Linked DNA regions of Mus musculus: all the other regions are linked to region 1. The links are chromatin contacts, called in public Hi-C and promoter capture Hi-C maps. All regions are on one chromosome and are shown on one strand. The core of a region is the stretch at or near the end of the contact, and the rest is flanking DNA. Distances in the headings are between cores, read along the strand shown.

Region 1 (5,577 bases), core at 978-3,477:
ACTCTTGATAATATGAAATTATGGATGTGACTTTTTATCATGATTGTTGTGCAACTTTTTCTGTAACTGCTTTTATATGGCTGATAAAATGTGTGTAGTGAATACATGTTCAAGGAAATTTCAGAAGCAATGATAATCAGATAATCTAGCATTACTGATACTACAAGAGGGGCCTTTTGTAAACATTTTAATGTCAAAGCCCCAACTTATAAAAAATGCTGCAGTTTCACAGGTTGTGTACAACAGGTCTGTCCCATTTGGGTAGGACATGGATTTGATAAAGTTTTTGCTATGTTGTTTACTACATTTTGAGATTAATAAGTAATCTATATTCATATTTTTCTGTAAACCTACATATTTTGTACAAAGTATCCTACAAGTTCTGAAACTATGGGAAGAAAATGCCAAAGATATCTCCAATTATGTTGAACAAAGCCAGCATTGTTTCAACAGATTAGCAAGGAGAGAGGTATTTCAGTAAAGGAGAAGTAAAAACAGTTATTTAAGGACTATGTTTCTCAATAAAGTGGATACTTGCTCCTCTCTTGACAGAGTCGTGGTATCTCTTTCTAGATCCAGGTACAGCACAGCTCTCTTCTGCACTTGTCTCCTTGCCTGTTTCATGATGTTTACCCCAAAGCTTAGTTTTGTCCTATGTCATCTTTGGAAAGGATTTCTTCCCAGAGAAGAAATGCAGAGAAAACACGTAGTGCTGTATGTCATGACGAATGCCTAGTATCCCGGTTCTTGGGAGCTTGAAGCAATATTACTGTGATACTTTGACCAACTTGGAGCTACATCGTGAGTTCCAGGGTTAGAGAATGAGACCTTGTCTCAACAAGATAAAGTGGAAGTACTGAAAGAAACACGCTCTCATGTGGCTCCTGGTAAGTGTCAGAGGTTTGTTAGAGCTGTGGCCAGACATTTCCCTAGAGATGAAGCCCTTGTCACTCCTTGCCAACAAAAAAACAAAAACCAAAAACCAAAACAAAGCCACCACAACATTCTGGCGTTATAAAGGCTCAAGTATAGGTCTCTCTTCTGGTCCTGCTGCTTAGGAAGCTAGACCCTATGAGAGATTAAACAACAGGAAAACTGAAATAAGATAAAGCTTGGATACCCTAAGTTTTTATTAGTGATTTACAATGTCTTAACATTTTTTGAGTCTCCAGATACATAATAACAATGTCCTTAGAGAAGCAGGAGTGTAGCCATCTGAGCCACTGAAGGCCTGAAGCTGGGGTCATCCAGCCCTGTGGAGATGAGGTGAATAGATATCCAGAGAGGCAGGTGAGTGTGTAAGCCAGTGAAACCCGAAGGAACAAGGCCTCCTTGACAGTGGCCAACTATCAAGACATCCTGCCAGGACCTTCACAGCCACCTTATTGTTGTGCAAATGTTCTCACAGATGGTGAGACCGTTTAGGGCTTGAACATTCATGCCTCAGCTGCCCTTTCTTAGGTTCATAACTAGAGAGATGAAAGGACAGTCCCTGAAGTGGTTTCCCCTCCCCTCTTCAGTGCTGATGGGATGAATGGTGGGCTGTGTGGGACTAGGGTCCTTCTGCTTAAGCTTCTTGAATCCTAAGACGCTACAAGTCTTCATTTGGGGGAAAGGATGGTAAACAGGTAAGGGGAGAAGCCAGTGAGGAGAGAGGGAACCAGAGAATGAATTGTAGTAGAGAGGAGAAAGCACCAGCTTCCAGAGCCATCCCAGACCCCTGTAAACAGAGCACCCCAAACAACAGTCGCGAGGTCTGGGGATCTTTTCTGTGAGGTTATGTCCTATTATGTCTCTTTGGAAATTTGTGTCTGTGAGAGGACGTGTCAGATGGTTGGGAAAGCTCGGGAAGAAATAGGGGATAGTCTGTCTGTGTTTGTCTCTCGGGGAAAATGCAGGTACCATTACACGAAGGCTGCTTCTGGTCGAACACGATGTGTATCGTGGGAACGCGGTGAGGGTTTCAGGAGACTGTGTTGTGGGCAGGAGCGTTGGCGCAGTCTCTTCTCTGCCCTGTCCTTGGTCCCATCAGTCCTGCCCTGCTTGTGTGAGTGCGGGGCACCCAGCTCTCTCCGCAGCTTCCCCTCGGCTGCGTCCTGCCCCGCCCCTTATGGACGCGCCCGGCGAGCCCTCGCCACCTACTTCCCGCCACCTACTTCCCTGCAGTGGACGCGTCTGTCCCTCGGCGCTTGCTGGTTGCGCGCACGCGCGCCCACAGATCCGCGCGCACTGATGACGCAGCACTGACGACACACGCACGACGCAAGTCCCCAGGACCCTGGCTTCCGGCCGCGGCGGCCCTAGCGCCGCGCGACCGGAGAGATCGCCTGGTTGCGAGCGGTATGCGGTGCTGAGGAGCCACAGTCCCTACGACGGCGCCATGAACCTCCTGCCGTGTAACCCTCACGGCAACGGGCTGCTGTACGCCGGCTTCAACCAGGACCACGGTGAGACCCCGGGCCCAGCTCCGTGGTAACACCCCAGCCCTTCCGGGAGACCCCGACCCAACGCTACCGCGACCGCAGGGCCCCGGAGCTGTCGCGAGCGTCCCCCGGACCCTAACCGGAGACTCGGTCGCGCCCTGAGAGCTCAGACTCTGGCGGCTCTTTCAGGAAATCTCCGAACCGCTCTGTAGGGAGGACCCCCCCCCCCCGCGGTCCTTTCCAGCCCGGGCACCCATAGCGGGGAGAAACACCCACCCCACCCCACCCCTCCGCGCGCTGCCGCCGCCCGGGTCGGCGGGCAGTGCCACTTTTTTACCGGGTACCTAAGAACCCGCAGGCTTACTGCTGGGCGTCAGGGTCTCCAGCGCTTACGTTGCCAGCGGGTGGCGTAGCGGGACCTGCCCGTCGCGGGGCGGCAGTTTGTCGTGGTTCTTGCGGCTGGCACCTTCGTGGAGTGTAGGTTCTTCGCCTTGATGTCTTAGCTGTACGCCTCTCCCTCCCCTCTGGTATTTTCTTCTGTTCTGTAGGATGAAAGGACTTACATGATTTGCGTTCCCGTGACTGCCTCTTGCCTCTTGAGTTTGGGGTCTTGGAGAAGGTATTCTTGCTTCCAAGATAATGGGCGGGAACCCCTCTTAGTGGGGATTATATCCCCGAGACGCTTTTTCTGCGTAACCCTCACTGTCCTGGAACTCACTCTGTTGACCCTGTCTCTGCCTCCCGGGGTGCTGAGATTAAAGGAGTGTGCCACTATGTCAGCTAACTTCCCTTTTCTAAATCTCCTCAAGGGAAAAGGGTAAAGGCTGATACTCTGGGCTTCTAAGAGTTATAACATCTTAGCTTTCCGTATGTAAAATTTCGAGGTGCTGTAGCAAATGTATGACTTACTGTCTTGGAAAGTGAACTTAACTTGATTTTTGTTATTGTTGGGACTGGATCTTGCTCTCCTGTTCAAGCTTATCTTAAGCTGTGCTCCAGGAATCTTCCCTTCACAGTCCCTGGAGCAAGTGGGATTGCATGCTCACTCTATTGCCCCTGGCTAAGAAGATGAGTTTTTTTGATTTTTATGTTTATTTTTATTTTTGAGACAATTGGCACTGTGTATCTCTGGCTGTCCTGGAACTCCCTAAACCTCCTTAAAAATGTTCACCACCTGGCTGTTTTTATTTTTGAGGTGGGGATCTTACTATTACAGACTATAGTTAGGTAGTGCTTTAAGTAGGTAGTGCTATTGTGCATCCCATTTGCATATATTCTCTTAGAGTCCATGTGCTAGGCATTTGAAGAAGTTTGAGGGATGCGTTCACTATAATCAGAACCTGTAGGATAGCTATAAGCTATAACATTTCCAAGGTAAACCAAGGTAAGAGGGAGAGAATGTGCATAGCCCATTACAAGTGTGGAAAGCCTTCCTTTAGATCGGACAGAGATAGGCAAAAGTATTATTGTCCTGTGGAAGCACAGACAGTTCTGGGAAGAGAGCAGTTAGACTCCAGTGTGGTGGCCTTGAGCAGTACGGGATTCCAGGCCTGGTTGCAGTGTTAGGGTTGGTCCCATTGTGGAACTGTGAAGGAGCAAGCGCATGTAGCATCAGCACGTGGGGGCTGAGAGGCTCATGGACATCATATGAGTTCCAGGACAGTTAGGGCTACACAGAGAAACTCTGTCTTGTAAAACCAGAGGGAGAGAGAGGAGAGAGAGAGAGATTAGCTTTTATCCAGGTGTGGTGGCACATACCTTTAGTCCTAGCATGTGGGGAGGCAGAAGCAAGCAGATCTCTTTTGAGTTTGAAGCTAGCCATGTCTACAGAATAAGTTCCAAGACAGCCAGAGCTACATAGAGAAATCCTGTTTCCAAAAAGAAAGAGAGACAGACAGACAGACAGACAGAGAAAAAGAAAATAGCTCTTGAGCTAGCAAATTGTCTAAGTTACTTTTCTGTGTGATGAGACACCATGACCCAAGTCAACTTATACAGGAGTTCATTGTGAACTTAGAGTTTCAGAGGGTTAGGGTCCATGACCGTGATGTCAACGGGGAAGCAGGCATGTCACTGCAGCAGTGGCCGAGAGCTTACACCTGTTCCACAAGCAAGAAACAGAGACTGAGACTGGGAATGGTGTGAACTTTTTGGAGCCTCAAAGCATGCTCCAAGCGACACACCTTTTCTATCAAGACCGTATCTCTTAATCTTTCCTAAATAGTTTCTTCAACTAGGCAACAGGTATTCAAAACCATGAGCTGATTGGGGCCATTCTAACTCAGACATTCACAGGAATGTAGCCCAGTTTATGGAGCTTTCATGAGGTCATATAGGTTTGGGCTCCAGTACTTCCCTTAACTGGAGTGGTGATATAGTCCTGTAATCTCAGCCTTGGGGAAGTGGAGGCAAGAGGATCCAGAGTTCAAGGTCATCGTGGACTACATGAAGCCCTGTTTCAACGAGACAGACTTTAATGCAGTTTCTGGCTGCAGTTAAGCCTTATAGTATGAACTCGCATCAAACAGTTGAGTCAGTCACAATTTGGTTTTGTATATACTGATTTCTAGATTTGATTGTTTTTGTTTTTTGAGACAGGGTTTCTCTGTAGCTCTGGCTGTCCTAGAACTCAATCTGTAGACCAGGATTTCCTCAAACTCACAAAGATCCTCCTGCCTCTGCCTTCCAAGTGCTAGGATTAAAGGCATGTGCCACCACTGACTGGCTGCCATTGGTGTTAAAACACCTATTAAAAATTGAGTTTAGAAATCACTTTGTGTGTGTGCGCGCGTGTCCTTATATATGATAATGTATGTATAGGTACATATGCAAGCACAATCATGTTAAGGCCAGAGGTGGGCAGTGGGTGTCTTCCTGTACCACTTGACCTCTTGAGACAGGGTCTCTCACTGTACCTGAAACTTGCTCTTTCAGTTAATCAATCTGGCTAGTGAGTTTCTGAGGCTTCTGGAATGCCCTTATCTCTGCCCTCAATGATGGGGTTTTAGGTACATGGGACTGTATTGGTTTTAATGTCGGTGCAGGGGATATGAGCTGAGTTTCTCAAGCCTGCCCAGAAGCACTCTTACTATTGATACCTCTCTAGCCTCAGAAATCACTGTTAAGTACCTTTGCAAGGACTGGAGAGAGGACT
Region 2 (5,577 bases), core at 1,286-3,785, 1.9 Mb after region 1:
CAGCATCTCATGTAGCCCAGGCTGGGATTGAGCTTTGCTCCTCCTGCTGTAGCTCTCAAATGCCACGATTACAGGGGTGTGTGCTGCCATGCCAAGCAGGAAGTTTTAAAGGGCCTGTGATTGGATCACACCTGTTTTGTACAAACACTGCCCTCTTATCCATGGAGAGAAACAAAGAACAATACTTGAGGCAGGGGTGGGAGGGCGGAGGCTGTGAAGAAACAGGTAAGTAGCCTACAGAAGGGGTGACTGTGGCACACGTGCAAAGGACAGAGAGGAAGTCCTGAAGAGGTAGAAGACATGGAACTGGGAGGAAGACTGGGGAATACTGTGCAGGGGAGAATATGAATGAAGTATAATAATAAACACATGTGAAAAAAATTACTTTTTGTTTTTCAAGACAGGGTTTCTCTGTGTCGCCCTGTCTGTCCTGGAAATCACTTTGTGGACCTGCCTCTGCCTGCCGATTGCTGGAATTAAAGGTGTGTGCAACCACATCTGGCTGAAAAATATATTTTTTTTTACTTTAGCTCAAAAAATTAAAAATAACTTTAAACATGGCGCTACTGTGAGACAAGATGGAAAGCAGGAGGTTTGGGGAGGCAGAGATGTTCTGCTTGTGAAAAGTGTGGTGTGTACTGTGTGCCACTGAGGTGAGCAACCAGGATGACAACTGCAGTTCCTGAGAAGTGCGCCACAAAAGCCATCAAGGCTGCGGAAGGCCCTTCCTTCCCGACCCAGGCTACAGCGGCAGCAGTAAAATGTCCAAAATGGCAGCGCCTATCAAAATAGAGGCACTATGACATCTCCTCAGCCCAAGGCCATCACAGGAGCTGTCCATGGTGGCAGCACCTTTCCTGCCTCAGCCTACTTCTGTCCTGAGGAGCTGTCCACAGTGGTGAGACCTTCTTTCAATGCCCCAGCCTACAGCCTTGATGAAGCACCACTACCGGAGTTGTTCACAGAGGCAGCACCTCTCTCCAGCCTCCCCAGCAGCCTCAGAGATGGCACCTCAGCAAAAGCTGGCTGCCACCAGGAAGGACTTCCTACTCTAAGTCATGGCCCTAATACAGGGAAAGGAGGTGAAAAATCCAATGATCCCTGAGCCCACCCCAAGCTCAGGACTTGAGATCCCACAAATCCTCATTCTGGAAATCTCTGCCCTGAGAAGCTCTGTCCCCTCAGAAATCCTATAAAAGCACTGCCCCTTTGTCCAGTTTCCTGCTGTCTGCCCCCCCCCCCCCCCCCCCCCCCCCGAGAGCAGAGGGCAGCCATTCCTAGATTAGTCCCTCCTCCTCCTCCTGGAGTCTTCCCTCCAATAAATCTCTTTCATAAAATTTCCTGCTTGGTGTAACTCTCCTGTCAGAAAAGAAGCAAGGAAGAGAAGAGAAGAGAAGAGAAGTGGAGAGAGCGGGGCTGAGGCTTCCTCTCAGAGCTGTGTGGTTCCCGGGTCCTTGTGTCTCACGATGCCTTTCCATTGGGACACCTTTCCCCTCAGAATTTTAAGGTCCCTGGGCTTCCGAGTCCCTTCCATCTGATCAGAAACACAACAACCAGACCTGGAATTGTCTGTCGATCCTTTAAAAACTACTTTTAATTCACCATTTGTGTACATATATGTAGACCCGTGGGAGTTTATGTACATCACAAGCATCCTGGTGCCCATATTTCCTCTGCTTTTTGCTTTTGAAAACTTTTCTTCAAAGGCATTCCAATCTATTCATTACACTCTACAAACGGGGTGGAAGTGTATCAGTCCCTTGCCTAACACATTCGAGGGCCTGAGTCGGCTTCCTAGCATCAAATATATATATATACACTACGGGGTGCAAGTATTAAAAAAAAAAAGTAAATTTTATAAAACTGGACCCTGGCTCTCTGCCTACGATCGAACTGCACCGGGCGCAACATCCCACCCGGGTTACCTTGAGCTCGGGGTAGCTCAGCACTACCAGGGAAGCGCAGGCCCGGACACTGTCCCCTTTCACGAAGGACACATCCACGCCCCCGACCTTCTGCAGGCCCGAGAAGCTGGGGTCCCGCTGCCAGGCCTCCGTGTCCCGATCCACCACGCGCGCTTTCAGCCGGGCTTGTTCCCTAATAGGACACGAACATCAAACGGGCTCAGGGCCCATGGGAAGAGCGCGACGCTCGGGGCGTCCCCCCTCCCAGCCCACCCTCTCTCCTTTTTGTCCATCAAGCCACACTGAGAAGGAAAAGCTCTCGGCGATGGGAATCCCCGGTACCGGAAACGAGGACCACGCCCACAAAGGCTGGCTGCAACTTCCGGCAGCCGGCGGCCCGGAGCAGGCCTGTGCCGCAGCACCGAGGGTCAGTTTCCCAGCCGCCACAGGGGCTGTGAGGTCGGAGGTCACTGGAGAAGGCCACCCCCTTGGCTAATGCACGACCCCGACCCCATTACCCTTTCCACAGCGACAGGGTTTCCTCTGGCGGCCGCTCAGCGGCCGTGTGAGCCATGGCTAGCGCCTCGAGGCTTTGAGGACGTCACTTCCGGAGCGCCGGCGCCGAGCTGTTAGCCTCGCTCGTTTAGCGTCCCTCCGCTTCAGCTGAGGTTGCCGCCACCAGGGGCCGCTGTCACAGCAGTGCTGGGCGCCGAGCGCTGACTTCTTCCCGCGCGACTCTCTCAGATGCCGGCGTCCCGTCCCGTAGGTGGGTTGGCGCACAGGTTTGGGAAATGCAAGCCCAGCTCTGCGCCTTACCTGGCGCCTCCAGCCCTCCAGCAGCTTCGGCCCCGCTCTGAAAAGATTGGCCAGCAGTTGCATCCCTCGCACACACGGAGCCCTGAGCCCTGGGGTAACGCGGTTCCAATTACTGCCAGGTTCGGGTCCGCACATCGACACATTGCGTATGAGCACGCGCTTGCGGAGCAGAAAACCTCTGTGCAAACTTGAGACACCTTTGCAGCATAGATTTTTTCAGTTGTACCGATTGTGAGAAATTAGTCCGGAATAAGAACTCAAAAACCAGTGAAGTCGAGGGTCCTGGGCGTGGGCGCACTCCATTAATTCCAGCATTTGAGTAAAGAGGATCCCTGAATACGAGGCCAGCCTGGTTTACAGTAATTGAGTTCTAAGACAACCAGGACTACACGGAGAAATCCCATTTCGAAAAAACAAAAACAAAGGATCCTCCAGACCAGGGTGTGTGTGTGTGTTAGTTAGGGTTCTTCTAGAGGAAGAGAACCGATAGAAAATACATAAAGGGGATTTAGAGCTTGCCATAAGCAGGCAAAAAACAAAAGCTTCCTTCTTTCATGTCTTTTTATACAGGCTGCCACCAGAAGGTGTGTCCTAGATAGAGGGCAGGTATCTGGACTCTTAGGTTTTAGTTCATTCCAGATATAGCCAAGTCCACAAACAAGATTAGGCACTACAGGGTGTCAACCCAAAACAAAACGCAAAGTTGGCTATGCTCAACGATTTGGTGCAGAACTGTAGTTTTTATATTCTTGATTGCATTAGTCTGCCTCATTCATTTCCTGCTGGGTGAGTACTTAATGAGGACCAGTCTTTCTGTTTCTAGTATAGGTCTCTTACCCCAAATACCCATCCTGTCCGTTTAGTACCCAGAGCCTTACCTAATGTGTATCTCCCTCTCAATGACATGAGCTCAGCAGACTGTAGTGTTTTTTTTTTTTCTTAGAGATTTATTTTCATTCTTGTAAGTCTGGTAACGAATGCAGGTGCCCACGGAGACCAGAAGAGTTAGATTCCCCTGGAGCTCAAGTTACAGGAGCCTGTGGTCCTCTTGACATGGGTGCTAGGCATTGAATTTGGGCCCTCTGAAACAGCAGCACATATTTGGCAATTGCTGAACCAGCTCTCCAGCTCTAGATTGTAGCCTTTTGTTTGTCTTTACCTTAAGACAAAAGAGCCAAGGCCAGCAGGTACCAGCAGGAAGGACTGGGGTTTGCGACCTCTTGCTTTTTTATGATCTGGTAAACTTAAGTGTATCTAAGGTACCTTCTCTGGTATTAGAAACGGATGGTTCATATTTTATTTCTTAGACCAGTAGTTCCTTAGGGATCTCTTCCTTCTGAGTTCTGGGAAATGCTGGCATTGAGTCCAGAACAAGAAAATGGGAGAGTATGTAGAACTGTACTGTGCTGTTGTGAGGGAAAAATCATAAACAAACATGGGAAGAGGACTTTGAACTGGAGGTGGGAATGGCCTGTGTGAGGCTTGGGAGACCTGAAAGTTGTCCCACAGCTCCCTAAAGGACTTTGGCACTTAATGCTTACTGTGGGGTAGATTGTCACTTTCTTCAGTGGTGTGGCCACTGTTGCCACACACACAAGACACAAGGAAGTAGGAGGACCCTTGTTGGGATGAGTGGTTTCAGTAGGGAGGAAGGGGATGAGTGAGGCAATGGGGATGGAAATGATTAGAATTCATCATCATCCATGCACAGGACAAAGAAGAAAGAGTGGGAATGTGGCGGGCAGAGGGAACAACGGTATAAATGTCCCGACGCGGGAGTGTGTGGGTGAGTGTGGTGAGCATGGTGAGTGTACAAATGCAGTAAGTGTGCAGGTGAGTGTGGTGAGTGTGCAGGAGTGTGGTGAGTGCAGTGAGAGTGCAGGTGAGTGTTTACAGCATCAGCTAAGGTTGAGGTAGCAATTGGCTTACAGTCCTAGGAGAATTCAGAGAAATGTATAGCTATGTCATATGTATGTACATTTCAAGAGGAAAGTATAAAAGTGTAGATTAGACCAATCTAGAGCGTGTGGTTTGGGAAAGGCTTCCTGTAACACAGCCAACAGGACTTGAAAGCCAGCAGGTTTTGAGCTGGGTTTTCCAGAGCTCACTGTGCACCAGCTGCTGTGCTATTGCTTATCTGTCCTGTGTTACTTTACCACAGATCGGCAAGGCATTTTGCAGAGGAAGAAACTGCAGTTTAAAGAGTGGCTGGCCTGTAGTCATCAAGCCTGCAGACAGGAGAGGCAACACCCAGACTCAGGTAAGCCAGCCTGGCTTTGTTGGAGAGTGGTCAGGGTTTGGTATTTGGGAGCCATTCATACCAATGGAGATGGGACAGAAATTGTGGATTCTGAGGAGGTTATGGCTGAGGTATTGATTGATATGTGTATGTGGGAAGAGAAGCGCAGCGGGAAGATCCCCAGAGCATGGGGCTGCTGTAAGGCTGCACCCCTGCTCTTCCTCACTCTTGCCCCAGGTGGCTCTGAAACGTTCTAGGTGTGCTGTACCAGAGTACCAGAAGCGAGAGTTGCCAGCATTGCTCTCAGGAGGAAGGTGCTTTCTTCATGCCCATTATCCAGCTGCATGTAGGTTCTGAATGCTCGTGCCGAGATTTATGTAGCAAACTAAAGGAGCAGGAACGAACATGCAGAATGTGGTATTGATGCTGGTGGCTGCTTGCTTGGTATTCAGCTCAGAGCCTCTGGTTTTCTCCTGAGGCCAGCAATCACCTCTCCAGGTTCAGTTGTTCTGCAGCCTGACCTTCAACACTATCCATCTGCTGTGGAGATACTTGCTCCTAACTGAAGCACTGGCTCCTGAGAGGCAGAGCAAGGGAAGCTCAGGAGCAACTTACTAG
Region 3 (5,577 bases), core at 1,033-3,532, 1.8 Mb after region 1:
TTTTGACTATACACCAAGCTGGACTGCACTACATAAAACCTTGTCTCAAAAAAAATTTTCACAACTTTAATCTTAGCACTCAGCAGGATGAGGCAGGCAGATCTCTTGAGTTCAAGGCCAGCCTGGTCTACAGAGTTTCGGGACAGGCAGAGATGTTACACAGAGATATCCTGTCTCAAAAAAAAAAAAAAAAAATCAAAAAACAAAAAAATTTATCAATTTTTTGATAAAATTTAGCCAAATCAACAACTGAAACACTGGTCATTGCTAGAACTATGTTGAGGGTTCATCAACATACACCTTTTTAAAACAATCATCTCAAGTAAAAACATACCAAGTATAAACAAATGACACATTATAACACCAATTTCCTCTTTTATACTGAAAAGTTCACACAAATGAAAGAAGCCCAGGAGGAGAAAACAACTAAACACACATACACACACTATGGGTATACACAGACAAGAGACAGTAAACACACATACACACAATATGGGTGTGCACAGACAAGACACAGTACTCCCCTTTTGTTAGACCAGGAACTAACAGCACTACAGCTGGCTGTTTTCTTTGCTACCAACATCTCATGACACTCCACGATCAGAAGAACGGCCAAAAAACTGAACCCAGGTTCCAATCCATCATACCCCATGCTCCCTAATTTCCACTGAGGAAATTTTATCTCCAGGTTACAGTGACCACAAGTCACATACACAGGGAGTCAGCCTCACAGACAAGATGTTCAAAGGACTGGGATGAAACCTGCTGCAACCTTAAAATAACTTTGCCTGAATTTGTTATTGGCTAAACATTTCAAGTCATCTTGTTTTCCAACACACTTTATCAGACATCTGAACTTCAGGCAACCTGGTTATTTGAAAAAAAGCAGACTACAAAAATAGACTAAGCACGTTAACTATTATTTCCCAAGTTGTCTTTTCTCTAAGTGCTACTAAGTGTAGTAAAGGGCATATAAGTATCTGTGAAACTATAGTTCCTAATTTGGTGTTTTTCCCCCCTCTGAATTAAAACTCGTTTTTAACGCTACTCGGTGAGAAGAGACTAGCCAAAACCCGAGTCTGGAATAGCTTTTTGGATTTTAGTGCAACATGTGTCTTCGAAATACCCGCATCCTTCTAAAAAGGCTGTCCTTGCTCAGAACTTTCTTAGTTGGAAAACTACGAACTCAAAAAGGTGCCATGAGAAGCCACTCACCCGATCCTTCATTCTCCAGCTCTGCGCTAAAGATTTGGAGCCTTCGATTTTCTCACAATGTCTTTTCTTCATAAAAGCCAAAGGCAAGTTCCAATCTGTAAGGTCCGCCTCATCTTCCTCCCCGAGTCCCATAAGAGGCGACTGCAGCATCTCCGACTCCATCAGGGGAGGAGGGGGAGGGGGAGTCCTTGGCAGCAGGCGCTCGAGAACCTCCAGCCTTAAAAACTAGTGTGGACCAGAACTGGTAAAATAAAATACGGGAAAACGGGAAGCTGGGAATAGAGACGGCGGCAGAGCGTTCGAAGATCCTTATTGAGGCTAAACCTCGGAGATCTTTATCTCGAACTCTGAGCGCGAAGTTGGAGGGGGCGGGGTGGGTGGCGAGCCCGTGGGTACCCAAGCCCGCAGGACCCGGACGAGCGGCGACACGCGCGCCCGGTCGCCGGCCCCCGCAGCTCTGCAGGCCGTCAGGAGGGCGGCAAGCGGGACTGGCGGAGGCGGGAGAGACTTCAGGCCCGGCGATGACCCGGCTCTCGGCCTCCAACGCCTCAGTGGCTCCCGGCGGGCAGGCCGGCCCGCTCGCAGGGCGGCTTCTCCGACTGTGCTGGCCCGGCTGAGGCCTCAAGGGATCGGGATCGGGGGGCTTCGGGGCTCGCCCAGCGGCTCTCAGCCCTGCGGGTCCCGCACTCGCCTGAGGGGCTGCAACCTGAGCCAGGACCGGCCCATCGTGCCCGTCCGCAGCCGGGCTCCTCAGCCACCGGGCCGCGCGGCCAGGCCCGTGCTGGCCTTCTGCTTCGTGGCTCTCTCCTACCCAGGAACGAGTCCCGATACACACGCGACACGGGCCCGCGGACAGCACAGGGACACTGGGCTTATTAGGTCAGGGGAGTTTTGCCCTCTGCTCTGGAGCCACAGTGAAAACTCCTCTCATCAGCACATCAAGGAGGACGCCATATTGCCAAGGCCCAGCATGCACCGCTATCTACGGCGCGTCCAATAAGCCAAACCTCTTCGAGCGTTCTCACCGCTCTACCCCTGCTAGGGCGTAGAGCTCGGTGTTCCGTCCTCCCTTCCCCCACGCCGTTACCGAGGTTACCACGTCTTTTCTCCTTAGTTGATCTCCACTAGTAAAATAGACCATTTGCGATTGAAACTATGTCCGTTCAGTTATTTTTAAAAGCTTTTTGCTACTACAAACAAAGCTTCGTGCCTTGATATTAAAGAAAGAAACCACTTGGTTTCGTCATGATTTTAAAAGGTGGTATTTTTAAAAAGCCTCAGAAAAGACCATTGATATTAGACACATAAGACTATCGGGACTTTCTTTTGATATTTCCACTTTTAAAAGAGACCGATTTCATCGATTACGAATTTTTTGTCTGATATACTTTATTTCCTGAACAGTATATTCTTATTTTGCTACAGTTTCATGTGCAAACGTCTAAAGCTGCCCACAGAAGCAAGCCTCCCTGCTGTTGACTTCTCTGGTTCAGTTCAGTAAATCTCAGATATTGACACACTCTGAGAACTGCTTTGGTGCAATGGAAATATAAAGTAAATGTAACGAGGTGCCAGCCTTTCGTAACCAGGGTGCGAGTGAGACACTTTTTGGTTTTTTTTGGTTTTTGGTTTTTTGTTTTTTTGTTTTTTGGTTTTTTTTTGTTTTTTTTTTTTTTTTTTTTTTTTTTGGTTTTTCAAGTCAGGGTTTCTCTGTATAGCCCTGACTGTCCTGGAACTCACTTTGTAGACCAGGCTGGCCACCACCGCCCCGGTTAGTGAAACACTCTTAACCTTTAGCTAGAGTTCAGTCAACAACTGAGCCCACCTTCAGCTTTGGTGTTAGGGGAGCCTCTGTTAGTCAATGTTACTAATTTCAAGCTGCATTTTCTCAGTCTTAGGTTCCTGAACCATAAAGTTTGGATAATATTAAAGAATATTACTAAAAGGATAAAAATTTAGCTTGTAAAGATGCCCAGGCCAGCCTAAGCTACAAAATAAGACCCTTTCTTTAAAAAAAAAAAAAAATCCACTTTAAGAGAAGGGTTGAAAGCTGGGCCTGGTATTTAATCCCAGCACTCTGGAGGCAGAGGCAGGAGGATCTCTGTTAGTTGGAGGTCAGCCTGGTCTACAGAGCTAGTAGTTCCAGAACAACCAGAGCTACAGAGAGAAATCCTGCCTTGAAAAACAAACAAACAAGATGTGAAGGCATTGCAAGCCACCACTGAGAGTGAGCTCTGACTGATCCTGGTATGTTTATAAAAAGATAAAGACAGAAAAAATATGTTCTATGGGGGGAGGGGGAGGAATGGGGAAAGGGGGTTCCTCCGTAGACCCATGCTGAGGCATTCCTTCCCCCTGAGAGACCAGCCACATGTATAGAGTAGAGTTTATTCAGGGCATGGGGAGGGGAGTTAAGAGGGTAGTAGAGGCAGAGAAAGGGAGAGAGAAGGATAGAGTAGAGAAGTAGAGGTGAGCCATGGCCTTGAGCACATGGAGAGAGAGGGAAGGGAAGGGAGAGGGGTAGGAGAGAGCAAGAGCAGGAGAGAAGCAAGAGATCAAAAGCAAGAGTAAGAGAGGGATGAAAGGGATAAACAGCCCCTTTTATAGTGGGTCAGGCCTACCTGATTGTTGCCAGGTAAGTGTGGGGTGGAATTTAGACAGAATGCTAACAGGTCCCACAACTCCAATGTAGTCTACTAACTGTAGGCCTTACCACTAAAGCCTGGGTTAATCTGCAGATGTGTTCCTCAGAGTAGATCCAGGGTTGGACACAATGTGACAGTCCCTAACACAACCCTGCTAGCATCTGAGAGTCCAGGCTGCAATCTCAGATCCCTCTCACAAGCATGTGGGAAGTGTTTCCTGCTGTTTAGTTATCACCCCCCAAGAATTCCTGAGGTTACAGTATCACACAGAGCCCATTATCCTCCTAGTCTCAGAGCAGTGCACCAAAATCGAGTGTCCCCATTACCACCAGCCCCTCCCCACCACTACCAGCAGGGGCTTTAGAATTTCTAGAATCTATAGAAGAAATCATAGCACCTCCTGCTTCCACCTTGTCCCAAAGTATCCCTTGACACTTTACTTTGTAGTCCTGATGCCCACTGGTGCCATACACACATGGTGATCCCTCCAACCTTAGGCTGCAGAGAGCTCCCAGAAACTGGAAGGCCAGTGAACCTAGTATAAAAAGACCCTGGAACAAGAATAACAAGAGACCCTGGAATAACAAGAGACCCTGGAACCAAGCTGGAAGGCAAGGACCAATGCCAAGGTTGTCCTCTGACTTCCACATATGTGCTATGACACTTGTATTCATACATGTAAACATTTATACACACATACACAAACAGGCATGCCTATCCAAATTACAAGTTTCAAGCCTGTGAGTGACCCTATATAAAAATGAACAAAATGTGACTGGACCCCTAGCTCATCAGACAAACATATGTAACTCCACCTCCAGGGCATCTGACACCCTCTACTGGCCACTGTGGGTATCTACACACATGTGTATTCACATGTATGTAACACACACAGATGCACACATAAAATAAATCATTTAAAAGGTTGGGCACATCTTTAGGAACAACACCTGAGGTTGACCTCTGGCCTACCCACACACGTAGCACATGTGAGTTTACATACAAAAATAAGGAAGAAGAGGCAGGCATGGTGGTGCATGCCTTTAATTCCATCACTTGGGAGATAGAGGTAGGCAGATCTCTGTGAGTTCAAGGACAGCCTCGTTTTCAAAGTGAGTCCAGGATAGCCAGAGAAAACCTGTCTCAAAAAAAAAAATGAATAAATTTTAAAAAGGTAACAAAGGAGCCCACTGCTCTAGACTCCTGAATCATGGGAGATGATGTAGGAAGACAGATTTGGAATTTGTTTTATTTACTGAGAGAACCCTAATGAGAGATAAAGGTAGTCAGAGCTACGGACAGGAGACAAGACTCTCTCCAAAGTCTCCTCCAATAGCTGAGCTTCATTCCCCCCATGCCCAACACACACACTATACACACATACATACACGTGTGGCGCACACACTGGTACACGTACCACACAAGTACAATACACACCATCCATAAACACACACCACACACACAATCACACAATCAAAACATACCATACACACATACAACACACAATACACATACACACGATACACACGCACACCAAACAAACACAACAAAACACAACACACAGAAGCGGATATTGAGACTTACATATGCAATTCTAGCACTTGCGAGGTGGAGACAGAAGGTTCAGAAGTTTAGAGCCATCCTTGGCTACAGGGAAAAATGGGCTTCATGAGATTCTAGCTCAGAACAACAATACTCAATCAATCAGTAAATAAGT
Region 4 (5,577 bases), core at 1,981-4,480, 1.2 Mb after region 1:
AAATCTGAATAATTGTAACAGAGACTGTAAAGTCTGAGAGGCGCATGACTTCCAAGGAGGCCATTGCAAAGGCAGTCCATTTTCATGCTGAACCATTGCAGCTCTGGGATCAAACCCAGGACCTGGTGCATGCAAGGCAAGTGCTCTGTCCCAAACTACTGAGGGAGGGGTGTGTGGCAACCATGTGACTCCTAACAGAAGTTTGACCACCTTTGATGTCTGGAGTCTTCTAGTGATTTTGAAGAGCACGTGGCCAAGACCAAGTGAGGTTTGAGGTGCATACACTTGAATTTGCAATTGCGATTCTACTTCTAGGTGTTTGCCTCAGATGAACTCTAACATCCACACATTCAGGAGACAAGTATAACTGCTAGTGTTTGGGCTGGAGAGGTGGCTCAGCGGTTAAGAGCACTGATTGCTCTTCCAGAGGTATTGAGTTCAATTCCCAGCAACCACACGGTGGCTCAGCGGTTAAGAGCACTGATTGCTCTTCCAGAGGTATTGAGTTCAATTCCCAGCAACCACACGGTGGCTCACAACCATCTGTAATGGAATCCAATGTCCTCTTCTGGTGTCTGAAGACAGCTACAGTGTACTCATATACGTAAAATAAAATGAATCTTAAAAAAAAAAAACAGGGCTGGTGAGATGGCTCAGTGGGTAAGAGCACCCGACTGCTCTTCCGAAGGTCCGAAGTTCAAATCCCAGCAACCACATGGTGGCTCACAACCATCCGTAACGAGATCTGACGCCCTCTTCTGGAGTGTCTGAAGACAGCTACAGTGTACTTACATATAATAAATAAATAAATCTATAAAAAAAAAAAAAAAAAAAAAAAAAAAAAAAAAAAAAACAAACCCAAAAACGATTAGTGTTTGTTGTAACTTTTTTTTTTTTTTTTAAAGCCAGCGTCTCCTTTGGCCCAGGCTGGCTTCGAACTCACTATATACCTGAGAATGACCTAGAACTTCTGATCCTTCTGCCTCAGTTTGGGAACCATAGGTATATACTACCACACCCAGTTTACACAGCTGGAACCCAGGACTTTTTGCATACTAGGCAGGTACTCTACCAATTGAGCCACATCATAGCCCTGAATCATTCGTTTCAGTGGAAAATAACTGGAAACAACTCAGGTGCCCTGAGCAGAAGAAAGGGTATGCGTGCATTATGGGATGTCAGTAGTAAGAATGAATGATTCATAGCACATATTCAAGATGATGGTGAATTTTTGTAAATAAGGTTGCGTGAGAAAGCTGGGACAGTTAAAGATGCAAAAACGCTCTCCCTATTCATGCACAACGAATTAGTAAGCCTAGAGCTTAGCTCACGAAACAGAATACAACAGGTAGTTAAATCAGATTGTCTCTACTGTATGGTGCCACTAGGAGAGAGTGGAGAGGGAGTGTCAGAGTGGCCTGCTTTGTGATTGTGATGGTGTCTAGACCTCCAGGCTCCTTCCCACCTGTTGCTCCACTTCTGCTCAGGTCCTGCCCTGTTCCCAAAGTGTAAGATGGCTTTCTATCACCATGTTTATGTCTATGTTCCCAATCCCATGATGAACTGAAAAGTTACCTGCTTCTTCTTCTTCTTCTTCTTTCTCTCTAAGTACACTGTAGCTGTCTTCAGACACACCAGAAGAGGGCATCCGATCTCATTACAGATGGTTGTGAGCCACCATGTGGTTGCTGGGAATTGAACTCAGGATCTCTGGAAGAGCAGTCAGTGTATCTCTCCAGCCCTGAGCAGCCCCTTCTTAGGGATGAACATCAGATACATGAATATGGAAACACAGAAACGGGTCAGATAGATTGTGGACAATGACTTCACTTACAAACGATGAATACAGACACTTAGTATTTTGGTTTTTTCTTTTTAAAGATTTATTTATTTAATGTATATGAGTACACAGTTGCTGTCTTCAGACACACCAGAAGAGGGCATTGGATCCCATTATGATGTGGTTGCTGGGAACTGAACTCAGGACTTCTGGAAGAGCAGTCAGTGCTCTTAACCACTGAGCCATCTCTCCAACCCTATTCTGGCTTTGTATTCAATTACTCCTTTTTTTTTTTTTTTGTTCGAGACAGGGTTTCTCCACGTAGCCATGGCTGTCCTGGAACTCACTTATGTAGACCAGGCTGTCCTCAAACTCAAGAGAGCTGCTTGTCTCTGCCTCCTGAACGCTGGGATTAATGGCTCATGCCACCAATTGCTCTTTCTAGCTTTTCCTTTCTCTCTCTCTCTCTCTCTCTCTCTCTCTCTCTCTCTCTCTCTCTCTCTCTCTCATCTCTAGAAGCTGCTCTGCCTGATGCTGGAAGAATTTGTCCCTTGTCTGAGATCTTGCATGGGCCTCAAATTGTTTTCTAGGAGAGCCTCTTTAGGCAGCTTGAAGTTCCTCCTTGCATGCACAGCTCTGGCCTCCTGGAATCATTGTGGGGTCTTTCTTGGACCTCAGGTCCCTAGGCCTTCATTCACCACAGACACCACCATAAAGAACACTGCCAGGTGCCAGTAATCCACTTAGGTGTTGGAGCGTTCTCTTTTCTCTAGTCTCTTTAATGTCCATTACTCCAGGAAGAATTCTCATTAGTCCTTCCAGTACAGAAGCCACCATCTCTTGAAATCCTAGATTTCCCTAGTCTCTCCTTTTTACCTTTCCTCTGGTTTTCTTTCATATTAGGGCAGTAGACCATTTTCACCCACTTAGCGTATCAAACAGACACATCTCCATGCTCCCTCCTCCAGGCTGTTGTGACTTTGCTGAGTCTCTGAACCTCCCGGTGTCCCGATGATTTTTATCTGTAAAACGTTAAGTGCTAATTTTGTCCCAATAAGTTGGCATTCAGTCTAGACAGGTCCTCCAATTGTGACCCAAAATCCTTCCTGTGCGCAAGGACCTGAAAATTAACCCTCAAGAGCCCACTCCTCACCTGAAAGGTAGTCCTTCTCTTTCTCTCCTGTTGTTCCACTAGAGGTTGTACCCAGCAAATGACTCTTCTACCAGCGGCCACAGTCACTAGTCTAAGCCTGGAACCCCTAACCCAGATTGTAGCCCCGCCCTGATTCAGACCCCGCCCCACGTCCCGCCGTCCCTCCCCCCACATACTTCTTATTGGCCAGAGTTACGCCTAGCTCCGCCTCTGGGCCCACCCAAACCACGCCTCCTCGGGCATACACACCTACTTCTAGTTGGCTGGCGTCCCGCCTCATCCCGCCCTTTGATACCGTCACTTCCTGGTAGAGTAGGCTCCGAAGGCGGAAGTTTGGGTGCCGGAGGCAGCGAAGCGGAGCTGAGGTGTTGCTAGCGTTGCCTGCGGCGCTTCCGGGTTCCCGCTTCACTCTGGGGAGGCGGAGGCGGGAACCTGGAACCATGGCTATGAGGCTGCTGCGGAGCCTGGCAGGGTCTGGAGGCTGACCTCGCGACGCCTGTCCGCGGCCCCCCCTGCTTCAGGTTTAGGGTTATCTAGGGTCGCTCTGTCCTGGTCCCTAGACCCTCAAAATGACGGCCGCCTCCACCTCCAAGTGGGGGCTGATCACGAACGTGGTGAACAGCATCGTGGGCGTCAGCGTGCTCACCATGCCTTTCTGCTTCAAGCAGGTGAGTCGAGGGCGCGGGGGCATCAGGTTGAAGTGCTCGTTTGGTGGGAAGGGGGTGTGAGCACCGCGGGTCGGGAAGAGACCCAAGCAACGTCCCCGAAGCGAGTCGCGGTCCGGATCTGCGCGCTCAGCGGTTGCTCACACTGTACGGAAAGGCACAGAGAAGGATACGTTAGCGGATTGATAGTGGTTTTGTTGGTCCTGTTTTTGACTCTGACCGACTGCATGGCACGGAAGCATGCCGGTCCTCGGCTTCGGCTACTCACCTTTACTCAAGGCGATTTAAAGCATTCGTTTGGTCTGATCTGTATCATGTGTCACCGCAGTTGGAAAAGCCGGCATACAAAAAAGTTTGGTGTTATTTCTGTGTTGAATGCCACATGAAAAGATGGTCATTTCTACGTGGCTTTGTTGTGTCTGCCAGTGAGTTGCGGAAGCAGATGGAAACGTCAAATTGGGTAATGACTCTCTTAACAAAGGGAGTGGCGGGGTTCCCCGTCGCTCATCCATGCCACGCGGGCTGCTGTCCTGTTCTATTGAAACAGTGGGTTATCAAGGCAGAGACCACTCCTCCTATCTGATGACTCCCAGGAGATGAGGTGGAAGATTAATCCGGGATAGACATTTGGAAGTGAAAATGGGTTGTTGATAATTTAATAGTAGACTAACAACTACTTCGTGTGTTTTGTCGTTCACATCCCAGGCTAAAAATAGAAAACAAGTTTTTTTAATCAATGAGTTTTTGATCCTCAACAACCTATCCTGATTGAGACTGTATCTAGGGTTCCCGGGTAGGGTATTTGATATGGTTAATAGATGTAGACAGGAGGACAGAGCTAGATCCTCTGGGGTGACATCTGTGTTGTGAACCCCAGTGTTGAGTTGTTGGGGGATGGTTTTGGGTGTCTTTGGAGTGCCTACGTGTCCCAGTGTCCATGGAAACTGTCTGTCAGCAGAATTGCATCCTGGGACTTGAGTGTTGGCTGGTTTCGAATCTCCAAGTGAACTCTGTCATCCTTGCTGCCTGTCTGTGAAGTGTGACTGACCCTTTACTGGGGTCTGTCATAGCTGACTGGGAAATTAGCTGTTTGGGCTCAGGTGGTTGAGCAGTCTCTTGTGGAGCCTGGCTGTGCACAGGTGCTAGGCCTCTACCAGAGCAAACGGAGATGATGAGCCCAGTGAAGATCTGCTTGGGGAGAGCTTGGAACCCAGTGCAAGAGAGACCAGAAACAGTCAAACTGTGCCTAAAACCTGTCAGTTCCTATCACTAGATTGTTATCTCCTCCGGAGCCTTGGGGCAAAGCCATGAGTCCAGCAGAGTGGGGAATGTCTTAGTGTTTAGGGGGAGCTAAAAAAAAAAACCAAAAAAAAAACAAACCTTTGGGTTTAGAGCTAGTTTGTTTAGTGATTCCGGCAATTAAAAAGGAGAAACATTTTATTGTATTTAGTGTGTGGAAAACTGCATATATTTTAAATGCACACTTGATGAATTTTCATGAGGTAAAGGAACATATGTACCTTACTGTACACTTGAGGAATTCCATAATGCTGGCACACTTACCAGTTAGTTGTTCCCACCCACCAGAAGACGACTACCTGTTGCTCGACTGTGCCAGAGGTTGGATGTGGCTTGGTTTGACTTGGAGGAGGTGGGGTCATGGTGTGTGGGAGTCAACTTGTGGTTGATAATGCTATGTTCTGGATAGACCTGTGTTTCTCTGGGGGCACACACAGATCCTGCCCTGGGTGTGTGTGTGTGTGTGTGTGTGTGTGTGTGTGTGTGTGTGTGCCTGCCAGCACAGGTGTTAGATGCACAAGTGCATCATGTCCTCTGCAGTGTTTGGCAGGACCATTCTGGTGAGAGTTTGTTAAGCTTTGTTTGTTTACTTATTTTGAGCAGTTTTAGCTTTAACTGAGTAGAAAGCACAGGCGGCCCCCATATCCCGCTTCTCAACTCCCCATTTCGGTAACACACTG

What was found. A called contact is a pair of places that touch in the nucleus more often than the background predicts. Capture Hi-C pulls out chosen DNA fragments and counts their contacts.
Region 2: a contact with region 1 is called in a Hi-C map of CD4 T cells, with 2.5 times the contacts expected there. The contact joins the promoter of Endov here to the promoter of Wdr45b in region 1.
Region 3: a contact with region 1 is called in a promoter capture Hi-C map of liver, with 4 times the contacts expected there. The contact joins the promoter of Rptor here to the promoter of Wdr45b in region 1. A contact is called at or near these places in 1 of 39 promoter capture datasets (pre-B cells) and 1 of 9 other capture datasets (liver).
Region 4: a contact with region 1 is called in a Hi-C map of B cells, with 7 read pairs. The contact joins the promoter of Slc38a10 here to the promoter of Wdr45b in region 1. A contact is called at or near these places in 1 of 39 promoter capture datasets (pre-B cells) and 1 of 484 Hi-C or Micro-C datasets (B cells).

Annotation. Positions count from the first base shown.
Region 1 is chr11:121,351,097-121,356,673 of GRCm38.p6, reverse strand. Wdr45b (WD repeat domain 45B) reads left to right here and starts at 2,227. Exons shown (of 10, transcript NM_025793.3): 1 at 2,227-2,447. The coding sequence starts at 2,381. It overlaps Rab40b (Rab40B, member RAS oncogene family), which reads left to right. Exons shown (of 6, transcript NM_139147.3): 6 at 1-553.
Region 2 is chr11:119,488,305-119,493,881 of GRCm38.p6, reverse strand. It overlaps Endov (endonuclease V), which reads right to left and starts at 2,535. Exons shown (of 9, transcript NM_001164636.1): 1 at 2,423-2,535; 2 at 1,926-2,097. The coding sequence starts at 2,478. It overlaps A930037H05Rik (RIKEN cDNA A930037H05 gene), which reads left to right and starts at 2,647. Exons shown (of 4, transcript NR_153849.1): 1 at 2,647-2,839; 2 at 4,882-4,980.
Region 3 is chr11:119,599,610-119,605,186 of GRCm38.p6, reverse strand. It overlaps Rptor (regulatory associated protein of MTOR, complex 1), which reads right to left and starts at 2,282. Exons shown (of 34, transcript NM_028898.3): 1 at 1,216-2,282. The coding sequence starts at 1,377.
Region 4 is chr11:120,149,004-120,154,580 of GRCm38.p6, reverse strand. Slc38a10 (solute carrier family 38, member 10) reads left to right here and starts at 3,230. Exons shown (of 17, transcript NM_024249.5): 1 at 3,230-3,601. The coding sequence starts at 3,503. It overlaps Gm11769 (a long non-coding RNA gene), which reads right to left and starts at 4,174. Exons shown (of 3, transcript XR_389232.4): 1 at 3,867-4,174; 2 at 3,183-3,743; 3 at 1,860-2,802.